Regions from separate parts of the Oryctolagus cuniculus genome. Here regions 2 and 3 are each linked to region 1. Evidence: chromatin contacts called from public Hi-C and Micro-C data. All regions are on one chromosome and are shown on one strand. The core of a region is the stretch at or near the end of the contact, and the rest is flanking DNA. Distances in the headings are between cores, read along the strand shown. Region 1 holds the start of SPATA20 (spermatogenesis associated 20). Region 2 holds the start of WFIKKN2 (WAP, follistatin/kazal, immunoglobulin, kunitz and netrin domain containing 2). Region 3 holds the start of LOC100340343 (ankyrin repeat domain-containing protein 40).

Evidence for each region. A called contact is a pair of places that touch in the nucleus more often than the background predicts.
Region 2: a contact with region 1 is called in a Micro-C map of ear pinna, with 4 times the contacts expected there. The contact joins the promoter of WFIKKN2 here to the promoter of SPATA20 in region 1. A contact is called at or near these places in 3 of 6 Hi-C or Micro-C datasets (ear pinna, psoas muscle and an unstated tissue).
Region 3: a contact with region 1 is called in a Hi-C map of skin fibroblasts, with 4 times the contacts expected there. The contact joins the promoter of LOC100340343 here to the promoter of SPATA20 in region 1. A contact is called at or near these places in 4 of 6 Hi-C or Micro-C datasets (ear pinna, embryonic fibroblasts, psoas muscle and 1 more).

Annotation. Positions count from the first base shown.
Region 1 is chr17:26,445,293-26,450,069 of mOryCun1.1, forward strand. SPATA20 (spermatogenesis associated 20) reads left to right here and starts at 2,081. Exons shown (of 16, transcript XM_051825546.2): 1 at 2,081-2,237; 2 at 3,164-3,343; 3 at 3,451-3,515; 4 at 3,656-3,810; 5 at 3,885-4,028; 6 at 4,124-4,325; 7 at 4,694-4,777. The coding sequence starts at 2,161.
Region 2 is chr17:26,660,562-26,665,338 of mOryCun1.1, forward strand. WFIKKN2 (WAP, follistatin/kazal, immunoglobulin, kunitz and netrin domain containing 2) reads left to right here and starts at 2,367. Exons shown (of 2, transcript XM_051825510.2): 1 at 2,367-3,542. The coding sequence starts at 3,345.
Region 3 is chr17:26,581,029-26,585,805 of mOryCun1.1, forward strand. It overlaps LOC100340343 (ankyrin repeat domain-containing protein 40), which reads right to left and starts at 2,621. Exons shown (of 5, transcript XM_002719290.5): 1 at 2,238-2,621. The coding sequence starts at 2,371.

The sequences.
Region 1 (4,777 bases), core at 831-3,330:
TTCCCCGGGGATCCGTTTCATTGCCCACAGAGAAGAGCAGGGCGACCTTGCTCCCCCACAGTGGCCGCCCTCCGCCCTGCCTGGGGCAGCCACTCCAACACATTCTTGGGATGCTTGGGGGCGTGGCTCAAGCTCAACCTCGCCCAGATCTTACCTCCACTCCGCCTGGCCCGGCAGCCCGGAGTATGACGTGGCCACCCTCCAGCGCCCAGTTGCCCTTGTCCAAGTCACACTTGAAGTCTCATTGTCACGCCGGGTCTCGCCCAAACTGAAGCAGGCTGCGTGCTCCCTGCTCTTACCCCAGTTCCCTCCAGCCGGGCGCATCCTCCGCTGCCCCGGGCAGGCCACAGTCGGCCAAGCCTCCCTCCCAGAATCCTGGGTCCCTTCACTCCTGCACACCTCCGGGGACTGGCCCCGTGTGTCTTCATTTGCTTCCCAGTGTTCCCCTCACATCCCCTCTCCGTCTCTGTCCTCTTCAAGGACTCTGGGACCAGGCCTGCTGCCCACGACCTGCCTGTTGCAGGAGCCAGCTGGCCTCGCATCCAGGGGGTACCCTAGCCCCTTGCTCCCTTGCGACTCAGTGCACCCGTCTCACTGAGGTGTCCTCAGGGCTGAGTATCTATTGAGAGTCCCTTCCCCAGGAGGTGGCCATGTGTGTGCTCCCACGCCACGCCCGTGTCCCTTGCACCCCAGGCTCGCCTTCTTCAGCTGGTCCTGGCTGGCTTCTCAGGAGTCTGATGGCGTAGACACTGCATTCCCTGGCTGTGTCCCGCAGGCTGGCTGGGCCCCGCCCCCTGTTCACTCCTCCTCCGGAGGGTCATCCTACAGTAGAGGCCCCATTCTTCTCTCCCGACAGCCTGTCCTGTGTGCTCAAGCCTGGACATCCCCATGTCCATGTGGACATCCTAGACACCTCCAGCCAATAGGTCCAGAATGACCGCACGAACCCCCGGCCCCAGCCCAGCCGGGCTCTGTTTGGGGAATGCCCCTGCCTTGCGAGTCACCCTTGACCCCACGCTCGCTCTCGTCTTGCTCAGTGCTAGTTCTGATGCCACTTGCTCCTCTCCCAGCCTCTGGTCCACCACCACCACCCTGGGAGACCTCCACTGTCTCCCCTGGGGGCTGCTCCGGCTCCCACACTGCCCTTGCTCCCACCCTGGCCCTTTCTGGTCCCTTCTCCCCTGGGCAGCTGGCAGGATCTTTCCAAAAACGCAGCTCCCGCTGGCTCCCTGTCCCGCCTAAGCCTTTCACCAGCGTCCCTCTGCTGCCATCAGAGATGCCTTCCTTGTAGCCCACAAGTCCCTCCCAGACCTGGCTCCTGCCCTCCTCCCCTGCCTCCTGCCTCATCCACCAGGCTGTCTTTGCTCTGCTCTGTGTCCAGCCATACCAGCTTCCTGCAGGTCCTGGGTCGTGACTCACCGATGTGCCATAGGGCCTTTGCACATACAGTCCCTTCTGCCTACTTCTCCACTCAGCCACGTTCCCTCCACTGCCCTCCTCGTGTCCTCCATGGCTACTACACAAATGTGATTCCTCAAGGAAGCTTTCCACCGGATCAGATCCCTTGTTATACCTGCTCATGGCACATGGCACAGTGGGTGTTTGTATCTTCACATGCGTGGTGAGCATGTGAGATGGTGAGCAACATGAGAGCAGGAGTGCTGTCTCTCCCTGCCTACTAATGTACAGCCAGTGCAGAGTGGCAGGCAGGGGACAATAAGGGCAGTATGCTGCAAATGCAGGGAGCATGCCGTGTGTGGTGGGACACAGAGTCAGCTCATCGCTATTACTCAGGGAAGGCTTCCAGCGGGGGATCTTGAGATGGGTGCACCTGCTGGGCCTCGCTTCCTATTCGTTGGCAGAATTAAGCTGAGCCTCAGACATTCCACGGCCCTAGCAACTCATAACCCTGTGTTCTCGCATCAGGGGACGAGAAAGCCGAGTCCAACCCAATTTTGAGCAGACGGAGGTCCTCCCAAGCCCAGGCTCTCCGGCCTGCGATTCTGCGCTCGGCCACCCGGCGGCGCTCGGAGACCGCCCACGCGGCGCGGCGTCTGGGCTAGGACCCGCCCGAGGCTCTGCCGGCGCCCCGCCCACCCCTCGCAGCTTCACGCCCTCGGTTCCAGTCCTCCGCGGCCGGGCCCACGGCCCCGAGCAGACATGCTGGGCGCGCGGGCCTGGGTGGGCCGCGGCCAACTGCTGCCCCGCGCCGGGCCGAGCCTCGCTGCGAGCCGTAGGTACGGAAGGGCGGGCGAGCGAGCGAGCGGGCCGCGGCGGCAGGCCCTGTGCCTGCAGTGGGGCCCCGTGGCCGTCCCTTGGGCTCTGATCCCCAGGGGCTGCCCCCACCGCCCCTGCATGCCTGGTCAAACCCCCACGCCCCTCCATCTGCTTCCGCGACCCGGCCCCCCCCTCGGGGAAGCCCGTCTCCCCGCCCTCCTCAGCCTGCAGGGCTGGTTCCCCGCGGGACTGCTCCAAAGCCACCTCCAGGAAGCCTTCCATGAGCCCCTCCTGGGCTGGCCAAAGGACCTTCCCCAACAGCACTTCTGTCCTGTCACGTTCCTTCATTGCTACAGATTTGTCGTAGTTCAGATCCACCCCAGAGCGCATTCACCCTCCCCGGCTGGGCTCCCTGAGCTGGCGGTCTGGTGTCCCCCAGGCTGCTGATCTGCCTCCCCCCCCAGAAATGCCCATGGGAAGGCATTGAGTGAGGGTGTCCCCTGTGTCTGTCTTTCCCTGGTCCAGCCCTAGACCCCAGTCTTCCTGGCCAGTCCAGGCACTGCCAGTGGCCACGCACCCAGCCACTGCAGGTGGGTTCGCCCTGGGGAGGGGCCGCTTCCAGGGAGAGAATGGAGCTCCGAGGAGCATTCTGTCCATTGTGACTCCCCCGACCTCACAGTCATCCTTCCCACCGCCGGGTCCGAAAGTCTGGGGGAGACGAACCTGGCAGGGAGCCCCCAATGAGCCACCTGTCCTCACCCCCCCCCAAACACAAGGGGGAGCACAAAGGCCACAGTCTCCCCCGTGGCTCAGAAAGGTGGGCTGGGCCGGGAGCCGGCATCCCACGAGGGCCGCCGAGGGCTGGGAGGAGGGCGGTGGGCTCTGGGGTGGACCTGGGAGCAGGTGCGGGGGGCCCTCGCCTGCGTGACCCACCTGCCCACGCCAGGGGTAGCTCCTCCCGGGACAAGGACCGAAGTGCATCGGTCAGTAGTTCCGTGCCCATGCCTGCTGGAGGGAAAGGAAGCCGGCCCAGTAGTACCCCATCTGCGCCCCAGAGGGTACCCAACCGCCTGATCAATGAGAAGTCACCGTACCTCCTCCAACATGCCTACAACCCCGTGGACTGGTGAGCGCGCCTCCCCCTGCCCCCCCCCCCCAGCAGCTGGGGTCCTGCAACCTTCCTGGGCCACCAGGCTGCTTGCTCAGTGATGCCCCACCCTGCCCTGGGCCTAGGTACCCCTGGGGACAGGAAGCCTTCGACAAGGCCAGGAAGGAAAACAAGCCCATCTTCCTCTCAGGTAACACCCCTCCCCCTTCCCTGGAGTGGGCCACCCCCACCCGGCTGTGGCAATGGGTGGGACTAAGGGTGGCTGCGAAAGTGCAGGTCAGGCCCCTGGCCCCATCATGGCCCCCAAAACCGCGGCCCCTCCCCTTGCAGTGGGGTACTCCACCTGCCACTGGTGCCACATGATGGAGGAGGAGTCGTTCCAGAATGAGGAGATCGGCCGCCTGCTCAGTGAGGACTTTGTCAGTGTCAAGGTGGACCGGGAGGAGCGGCCGGATGTGGACAAGGTGTACATGACGTTCGTGCAGGTGAGCCGTCTTGCCTCCGAGCCGGGGTGCGTGCTGGCACCGCGCCCCTCATGCCTGCCCTCTCTCCCTGCCAGGCCACCAGCAGTGGCGGGGGCTGGCCCATGAACGTGTGGCTGACTCCCAACTTGCAGCCCTTTGTGGGGGGCACCTACTTCCCCCCGGAGGACGGCCTGACCCGCGTGGGCTTCCGCACGGTGTTGCTAAGAATCCGGGATCAAGTGAGTGTCCGTGGGCAGGAGTTGGGGGCCGGTGCCTCAGCCTGGGGCAACCTCCCAATGTGGCCCCTCCCCCCCCCCCCCCCCCCCGCCTATAGTGGAAACAGAACCAGAACAGCCTGCTAGAGAACAGCCAGCGGGTCACCACGGCCCTGTTGGCCCGGTCCGAGATCAGCACAGGTGACCGCCAGCTGCCGCCCTCGGCCGCCACCATGAACAGCCGCTGCTTCCAGCAGCTGGACGAGGGCTATGACGAGGAGTACGGTGGATTCGCAGAGGCCCCCAAGTTTCCCACACCAGGTCACTGCCCAGACCCCCACCCATGCCCACCGTAACCCCAGCCCGGGCTTCATCCCTGACCTCCTGTCGTGATTGGCAGGTGACCTCCCTGCTCCTTAGCCTGTCTGTATCTGGTGAACAGGCTCTGAGTCTGACCTTCATAGTGACCTTCTGACCCTAAGCTGGTCTGTGATCCCTGCCTGGCTCATGCCCTTCTGGTGTACTGCACGCAGATGGTGATCTGACCTTTTGGCTTGGACAGTGACCTTGTGTCCTGTGGGTTTGCTGGTGACCTGCAGACCCCCAGCCTCTCCAAAGACCGCCTGTAGAGTGAACTCCTAGCCTACCCTGATAGTTGCCCCCCTTCACCCCGTCCTCTCACCCCGCAGTGATCCTGAACTTCCTGTTCTCCTACTGGCTCAGCCACCGTCTAACCCAGGACGGCTCTCGGGCCCAGCAGATGGCCTTGCACA
Region 2 (4,777 bases), core at 1,117-3,616, 220 kb after region 1:
TGGTCTTCTTCTGTGGTCATGTGTGTCCCCACGCGAAGTGGGCGAGGGTGTCAGCTGTCAAGACCCCAGTGGTCCAGGAGGCCTTCTGTTCATGGTGACCTGAGGTCAAGGGTCACCTGAAGTTCACTGTCCTGGGGAGATGTCCTGCCACCACACCCCCAGCAGGTGCTCTCTCTACCCCTAGCAATGGTGAGGGTGGCAGGGGCTCCTCTGAGACAGGTCAGAGCCCAACCCTCTTTGACTTCTCATCGCTGCGAGGCAACAGGGCCTAGGCTGGGGCCTGGGTCCCTGGGGCCAGGGTGAAAGGCAGGGTCCCCTTGGCAGTTGGCCAGCTCAGCCCAGCCCTGAGGCCCAGCCTCTGCCCAGCAGACCCCGCCCAGGCCCTGTCCCCTGCAGCCCGAGTGGGGGGCCTGGGCAGATGAGCCCCTGGGCAGGAGCCTGCACTGGGTCATGTGGTGTGCGAGGAGTATGAGGGAGGCAGACACGCCGTGGGCCGGGAAGGGAGCCAGGCGGAGGGGCTCTGGGAAGGAGGGCGCACAGGAGGAGCCTTCCCAGCACTCCCAGAGCGGCTGCTAAACAAGGGCGGCCAGGCTCTGTGGAGGGGCTGGAAGCCGGCGCCAGCTTGCACGGAGCGCAGGCTGGGGTCGGAGGAGGGGAGGGGAAGGTCTGCCCCTGCCCACAGCCATGCCACGGCTGGGACGGGCCTGGGCACCCCACCCCCACCCTGGGCAGGCCGGGCCTAAGCCTCTCCAGGACTGGGTCTCCCCTCCCGGCCGTGAGGTCAGCAGTGATGATGTAGCACGGTCGGCTGGGTGGGCTCCCAGCCCCGATCAGATGTTATTTATTGTTCCGAGCTGTGTTTCGGTGGGAGACTTGCAAGGGCTGAGAGGGAGAGCCAGAGCATCCCGGGGCCCCTGCGCTCTGCACGCTGCTCTGTGTTCTCGGAGCACAGTGGCCAGGAGTGGGGCCCGTGCGCCCTTGCTCCATCAACTCGGGCAGCGAGGCCAGGAGGGCGAGTTCCTGCTTTTCTGCTCCCCCCCTCGCCCTCCTGCTGCTCCCCCCACTCTCTCCCACGGTCTCCACCGCCTCCCAGAAATGCACCTCCTCTCCCTGGACTCTCATCCTCGAGTCCTGGGGCCCTGACAATCCTTCCACGCCCTGCTTAGAAACGTGTCACTGTCCATTTCCCTCTGCGATATCAAACCAGGCTGCACAGGGTGCGCCGGGCTGAGGGCTGTGCTGAGGCCCTGGCTCGGAGCAGCTGGAACACGAGTTTATGAAATTACAGGGAATTCAAAGCAGCCGGCGTCGCCCGCTGTCTGGCTTCATTACTGGGACTGGCCTCGGAGGGAGGTTTATTCCAATCAGTTAGAGGATTAGGATCTGACACCCTTCATTAGCGATCTGACGTGAGCCGGGAAGACAGAAGAACCCACACCGGGAAGGAGGCAGCTCCGGAGGGCAAGCAAGGCACCACCCAGCGCGAAAGAGGAAAAGTCTGCAGGGGAGGCACGGGGCGCGCAGCCTCTTCACAGTCCAATTAGGCGCTGCGCTGGCTTCCGGGAGGGGAAACGGGGCCTGCTGCACCTAGAGGCCTGAGCCTGGGCCTCAGTTTCCCCTTCAACTGAGACGCCCTCCAGCTGTGACGCGTGCGTTTCCCCCAGACAGGGCAGCTCGGTCACCGCTCCTAGAAGCCCAGGCGGTTTGGCCTTGGCGAGGCCCCTCCCGCTTCCCCAAGATCCAGTGACCGACACCCAAACACTCAGCGTGTGGCATTGTCGATCCCAGCCATTTCCTGCCCCCAGCCCTGGCAGCCTCTGGCTGGCTTCCCAGCCCTTCCACAAACACCGCCGCTGGCGTCCAGTCTGTAGGAACCACAGTCAGGGCTGGGCCTCGACAGCACTTCCGACAGATGGGTGGGGGAAGGGTGGTGCCAGAGGCCCCTGCCCACACCCAGAGGGACGGTGTCCCTGCCTCCTGCGCTGAGCGGGGGGGCCCATGGAGCTGTGCAGTCCGGGCCATGCTTAGATTCTCTGTGCGTCCTCTCCTCAAACCTGAATCGGGGCTTGTTGCACGAGTGGAGTGAAATGGTGCCAAGGGTGACCCTGGCACACAGGGAGACCCAGACACGCGGCAGCCGGTGTCACCGTGGCTGCTCACCGTGCGTGACCTCCAGCAAGCTGCCTGCCCTCTCCTATTCCAATCCCCCTCCCCAGACTTGTGCCTAGACGGTGCCTGGCGCGAAGAAAGAGCTCACAGAGGACCGGCCGCAGTGGGTCATGGGCGAGGGCAGCTTGGCTGGGCAGCGCGATCCCGAGCCGCTGTCACCGCGTAGATTTTCCTGGAGCCGACAAGTGTCCATGGAGGACGAGGAACGTGATACGTCCCGGGCGCCGGGGAGTGGAGCTCAGCGGGTAGGTGTCCCTGGAATGATCTGGGGAACACTCCCCCAAGCTGGGACTTAAGTCGCAGACTGCCAGGGGCCCAGAGACAGGGAACTGTCGGTGCGCAAACCGCCCCCCTCCCCAACTAGGGGGACCTGGTGCTGGGGTGGGAGTCGGCTTACACAGCACGGCGCTGCTCAGGCCCGCCCTGCTATGGCCGTGAACTTGTTATTTTTCCACGTCATTTGCTCTCAAATGTACTATCGAGCCGGGCGACGCTAACCCGGCGGCTGCAGGTCCCTCCTTGTAACAAGCGATCGTGTGTTCTGTAGAGGTGGCCACAGGGGAGGAGGGGGCCCGGCCCCGAGGAGCGGGGCGAGGGGGGGCCGGAGAGGGAAACAAATCCTTCTTTGCAGTGAGCTTGCGTGTCCCGGAGCCAGCTCCCCCAAAGCACATGCCATTTCTGGCTCTGGAAGGGGTTAAAGGCCTCCTGGAGTCAAAAACAAGCAGGTGTCCCACCGTGCCAGATACGCTGCCTAAACTGCTTCCAGCTTTTTTTTCCCCCCTTCTGCAATAAGTCTGTGATCAGCCACGGGACAGAGGCGCCAGCAGCCTGCCTGTGACAGGCGTCAGGTTAGCTCGCTCCCACTCGGGTGGCGCGCCCAGGATATAAATCCAGCTGGAGGCCCCTGCTGCGGCTCCTCTCCCTGCACACCCAGGAGGGGAGTTTCCTTCCAAAGACCTTTCTTTTATCTGAAGCCGCACAGCCCAGCAGGCTGCACTGACTTGGTGGAGGCAGCCACAGCAGCAGCCGCTGCCGCCACCGCCGCCGCCGCCTGAGCAAGGAGACCTGCTGGGGTGGGGAGGGCAGGTGTCTCCAGCCCCGGAGAAGAAGGCCCCGGTGGGCCCCAGCCCCTGGCGTCGTCACAGGGGAGGTCTCTGGCCATCGCAGTCCGTACCATGTGGGCCCTGGGGTGCCGCCGCCGGCTCTGGACCCGCTGGGGGCTGCTGCTGCTGCTGCTGCTTGGGGTGCCCCCGCGAGGCCTGGCGCCGCCACCCATCCGCTATTCCCATGCTGGCGTCTGCCCCAACGACATGAACCCCAACCTCTGGGTGGATGCACAGAGCACCTGCAAGCGGGAATGTGAGACCGACCAGGTGAGTGGGACTCCAGAACCCCAGGTGGGCCACGTGAGTACGTGGGACGGTGGGGGGTAGGGAAGCTGCCGGGTGGGGACCACGCGGGAGTACCCCGCAGGGTCCAGGACTGTGAAGGGACACAGGCCCCGTCCACTTGGAGATAAACAGGGCCTGATGCCTGTCGGTTAACCCCGAGGCCTGGAAGAAGAGGTGGATGTGATGTGTGAGTTCCCTGGGGACCAGGACCCCACGGATCCCCCCGTCCTGTTGGCTGGGGGCTGCAGTGAGCTCACGTTGTACCAGGCACGTCGTGTGTGGATTGCCAGGCACATCAGCACGGTGGGCAGCAGGCAGGCAGGGGAGAGTGGCTGTGCAGAGCGAGGCCAGGGTAGGCTGGCAACCTGTGTCTGTCTGACAAGGCCTGCCTCCATTCTCCCTACGCAGAGCGCATCCAGGCTGCCTGAAGGCAGGGCCAGCCCCGCCCTGAACGCACTCCCGTGTCCCCGGGGGGAAGCACATGAGTTTCAGCCCTACCAGATTCCTTGGTCCTGCCTCTGATCCTCGTCCGAGGACTCGGCAGCTAGCAGGGCTCCTGGCTCCCAGGCCACGCTCAGGGGCCATCGATGCCCACTCCCCAGGGGCAGAGGGCCCGTGGTGCCTACACCTGCTGCAGGCACAGCCACTTTCCTGCCCGGCCTGGCCAGCTCTGAGAACAGCGTGGAGTTTCTCAGGGCTCCAAGTCCGGACTGGGCGTCACCAGGGAACGTGAGAGAACCTGGAGCTCCTGTAGATGCCCGGTCACCCACGTGAGAGCCCAGGGCTGCCCTGGGTCGAGTGGCCTCTGCCCCACAGGGCCTGGGGGCAATGGTCAGAGTCCTCAGGACAGATGCTGCCAGTGGGTACGGGTGATGCCCAGGGAGAGGAAGCCAAGGAGATTTGGGTGGGGGCTGTGCCCATCGGCTAGGGGGCTACATTTACAGGGAGATCTCTTCTTCTGGCACAGACTGGCCCGACAAATCGGGCGGGGCTTGGGGACAGCACAACCCTGGCTGAGCTTGCGTCTTTGGGAAGGAGGCACCTGTGGGGTGGGGACTCAGGTAGCCCAAGGGTGCCTTCTGGCCCCCCTGAAGCTGAACAGTATCCTGAGGATCCCTCAAATTTCCTCCTGCCACCCCAGACTCGGACTCCAGGCCCCCCAGAGTCTAGAAGGAGCTTCCTGGGCCGGAGCCCCTCCAGGAGTGGAGGAGCCGGTT
Region 3 (4,777 bases), core at 1,371-3,870, 140 kb after region 1:
TGTGGTACAGCAGGTTAAAGCTCTGGCCTGCAGTGCCAGCATCCTAAATGGGTGCGAGTTCGAGTCTAGCTCCTTGCATTACTAATGGGCCTGGGAAAGCAGCAGAGGATAACCCAAGTGTTTGGGCACCCATGTGGGAGATCAGGAAGAAACTCCTACGTCCTGGCTTCAGATCTGCTCAGCTCTGCAGTTGTGGCCATTTGGGGGGTAAACCAGTGGATGGAAGACCTCCCTGTCTCTACCTCTCTCTGTAACTCTTTCAAATAAAGTAAATCTTAAAAAAAAAAATAAAATTTGCAGCGGCTGGCACTGTGGCATAGTGGACTAAGCCTCTGCCTACAGAGCCAGCATCCCATGTGGGCTCTGGTTCTAGTCCTGGCTGCTCCTCTTCTGATCCAGCTCTCAGCTATGGCCTGGGAAAGCAGCAGAGGAAGGCCCAAATCCTTGGGCCTCTGCACCCACTTGGGAGACCTGAAGACGCTCCTGGCTCCTGGCTTTGGATTGGCCCAGCTCTGGCCATTGTGGCTATCTGGGGAGCAAACCAGCAGATGGAAGACCTTTCCTTCTCTCCCTAACTCTGCCTCTCAAATAAGTAAATAAAGTTCTTAAATATATATATATATATATGTACACCATGGATTTAAAAAAAAAAGTCTGCATATGCACTTTAATTCTAAGCTAACAAACAGGCTGATTAAACATCATCCCATCAGAATAAAAAAGATTTGAGAATTTCGGGGCTGGTGTTAGGGCATACTAGGTTAAGCTGTTGCCTGCAACACCAGCATCCCAAATGGGCCCCCAATGGGGCTCCGACTGCTCCATTCCCAATCTAGCTGCCTGCTAATACTCCTGGGAAGGCAGCAGACTTTGGCCCAATGCCACTTGGGCTCCCGCAACCAGGTGGGAGAGCTGGAAGGGGTTCTAGGCTCCTGCTTTCAGCTTGACCTAGCCCTTTTGGGGAGTGAACCAATGGGTGGAAAATTGGTTTCTCTGTCTCTCTAACTCTGCCTTTCAAAATACAAGTAAATGTTAAAAAAAAAAAAAAGGCTAGAGAGTTTTAAGTGTAAAGAGGGCAGCATACTACATTCAGTAACTTAACACTAGACTCGACCACCAGCAACAGCTCACAGCAAGACTCCTTATTTAACTGGGAAGGATGCAATCTGCAGGCAGATACCTAAAGCCCTGGATGAAATTCTGTAGGTGAAACTGCAGTTAAGAAAACAAAGTAAAACACTCTACAGGATAAACAAATGCGCCTCCCCTCAGCATGCAAGGGTGCGGAAACTTTTTTCTGCCCAGGTCCATCCGGATACCTACATCATCATTTGGGTGCCATACAAAGTTAGCCTGAATCTCGAGTCCCGCCAGCGGTTGCCTTAGCAGGGCCAGACAGTCCCCACCCCAGGCGGCAGCTGTGGGTAGCAGCAAATCCCTGCCGCAGTAAGACAGTAACAGACGCAACAGTGACACAAGTGTTGGTGTTTTGGGTCTCCCCCCCCCTTTCTGGTCTTGGCTAAAGAAATTGTGCTTGGGGCCAGCGCTGTGGCACAGAGGGTTAAAGCCCTGGCCTGAAGCACCAGCATCCCATATGGGCGCCGGTTCGAGACCCAGCTGCTCCTCTTCCGATCCAGCTCTCCGCTATGGACTGGGAAAGCAGAGGATGGCCCAAGTGGTTGGGCCCCTGCACCCACATGGGAGACCCGGAAGAAGCTCCTGGCTCCTGGTTTTGGATGGGCACAGCTCCGGCCTTTGCAGTCATCTGGGGAGTGAACCAGCGGATGGAAGACCTCTCTCTCTGTCTCTACCTCTCTCTGTTAACTCTTTCAAATAAATAAAATAAATCTTAAAAAAAAAAAAGACAGAAATCATGCTAGTTTTAAGATGCATATTTGCTCAGTTGCTAAGCTTTTAGCTCTGCACTGCCTTCTTCAGAAACACTGGAAGTGGAGTGAGCCTCAGGGCACACACTGGCTAAAATGACCTATCCCAGTATGTTCCAGCCAAGTTAGCCAGGGGCCACAGGGGACTGGGTGGGCGCTGCCCAGGGTGGACCACGTGGGCTAGGATTTGATTGCGCGGGGCGGGGGAGGAGGGTTGGCTAAAGCCGGCCTCAGGAAGGTACAACCTTGGAGGCCCGAGGCGCCAGGCCTCACCTTAGCCCGGAGCCCTGGCCGACTGCTCCACCCCCAGGCTGGCTGCCCTGACCTAGGCCTCCCCCGCTCCCCACTTACCAGCCGTTGACCTCATTTTGGGAGTTCACATCCACCCCGCTCTCCACCAGTTTCTGCACCTCCCGAATGTCCCCCAAGGCCGCGGCCTCCCGCAGCCTCTCCTGCTGCTCTTTCTGCTCTAGGAGGGCGCTCATCTTCCCCGCGGCCCCTAGGCCCCCGCCCGGGCCCGCCCTCCCCGCCCCGGGCCTGTCAGCGCCGCCGCCGCCGCCGTCCGCTCCCGGCCATGGGGAGGGAGCGCGGAGCTCGCCCAGCCTTGCTCGTGCCGCCACCCGCGCCCGGCCCGGGGCTCTCTGCTCGCTCCCCGCGGCTCCCCGCTGCTCCCGGCCCGCAGGCCCCGGCCTCCTCCCCGGCCGCGCCTCCCGAAGGCCGGCTCCGGGGGACCCTTTTCAGTGTGACAACGCTGACCCAGATACTTTCCGTTCCGACCCACGGCCCGGGCGGCCGGGCTGCCTGTTTATGTAACTTACTGCACAATGTTATCTGTTGTGATTCATTGACTATTTTTAGACCTCCCCACCCACCGCTTCAAGGGAGGAGGATAGACATATGAAAAGAGAAAAAAAGCATATTGAGAGCCAGAAAGGCCTTATCCTCTGGCACAGGCTGTTTACCAGGCAAGAAAAATAATTAGTGGGCTGATTTTTGCTGTTTTATTTTCCAGTGTGGTTGGCTCTTTTTTCCTTATCTGAGCCAATTGTTGCCCAGCAGGGTGGGGAAGTGGACTGAAAACGATCGTGCTATAATATGCCCGCTACCGCAGAGGTAGATTATGCAGTGCTTTCTTCTTTTTGACAGTGTTTGGGGCCATTCAGTTTAGAATATGTATTTCAGCTGTTGTTACTCCAGACCTCCTTTTTAAACAGGGACTTAAGTTGCTTTGCAGGAGAAATATTTATATGGTGCTTACAGTTTGTAAACTGTAATTTGTTACTGCTCATAAATCATAATGAATTATTCTGCGGAAGGCCATGTAAGGAGGAAAGTAGAGCGCCAGAGAAGCTTTGGCGTTCTCTGGGTCCTGGTCCCAGGCATTGGGGAAAGGCGGCTCCTGCATGTATAAACAGCACCTGGCCCGATTCCTGGTCTAATCTCTCTGATGAGGCCCAGAGCCTCCTTCCTACCCAGTGGGAGAAAAAGAAAATGCTATTCTGCTGAGCCCAGGTGCCTGGGAGAAATCCTCCATGTGGCACCGGCTGCAGCTCTGCAGATGGGGTCAGAAGGATTAAGGAAACAGCCCTGGGGACAAAGAGAGGAGATGAAATAGGAAGGGACGAATTTAGGCATGCAGTTTTCATTTCCATCTCTTGGGGCTGCCAGGGGCTGCTCAGCAAGCATTTTGCTGGCTACTATTTAGGAAAAGCCAACGTCTGTTTATTATGATACAGCAAATCACAGAGAACACAAGACACAGCGGGTGGTAGGGTGGTGCAGAACCCAAACAGACCACACACCCACCGACCCCCCTGGCAAACTGGAACTCTGCTGGAGGTTACCTTTTTATTTTTTTCCCCAATTGAAATTTTTTTTCTAAAAATTTATTTATTCATTTGAAAGTCAGAGTTACACAGAGAGAAAAGGAGAGGCAGAGAGACAAAGAGAAGTCTTCCAAGTCCTTGGGCCCCTGCACCCATGTGGGAGACCTTGAAGAAGCTCCTGGCTTGGGCCTGGCCCAATCCTAACCATTGTAGCCATTTGGGGAGTGAGCCAGCAGACTGAAAACCTCTGTCTCTCTTCTCTCTCTTTGTAACTCTGCCTTTCAAATAAATAAATCTTTAAAAAAAAATTAAGTGGAAAATTCCAGGAAAAAGCAATGTATAAATTTTAAGTAACTTTTATTACAATACATTGTTGTAATTGTTCTATTTTATCATTGGTTATTGTTAAAATGTTACTATAAATTAATGTATGTATAGGGAAAAAACATAGTATATAAATACAGGGCTCACTGCTTAGTACCTGGGGATCTTTGACCCCCACAGATAAGGTGTTAACTACTGTGTCTGAACTTGGCCTTGTCTCTAGGGAATTACCTAGCTCTTGGTGTGTATATTAAGCACTTACTGTTTGCTAAGCACTGTTCTTTTTACTGAGAATGCAACTGTAAACAAATCAGAATTCCTGACTTGAGAGAACACAGTCTGCTTGGTGACCAGACAAACAATAAGACTGTCACAGGCCTTGTGATCGAAGCAGGATGACATGAGGCACAGGGGTTGTGAACAGGAGGATAAAAGCCAAAATGCCTCGGTTTGTCAACCAGCTTTGCCACTCAACTCATTGTGGGTGAGTTACCAAAACCTCCAGAGCCTCAAATTCTGCAAAAATAGGGATGACAATAAGAGCACTTGCTTTGCAGGCGTGTTCTGTGGATTGAATGAAGGAATATGTGTAATGTCTGGCCGTTTAGAAACACTCAGTAAACATAGATATGTTACAATGTAGTTAAACCGGGGAGAGCTCCTGATAGAACAGAGGGCAGTGGTGGTCAGCAAAGATAATGTCCAGGCCTCTGACTGATTCGATAGTGGTGCCATTTGCTG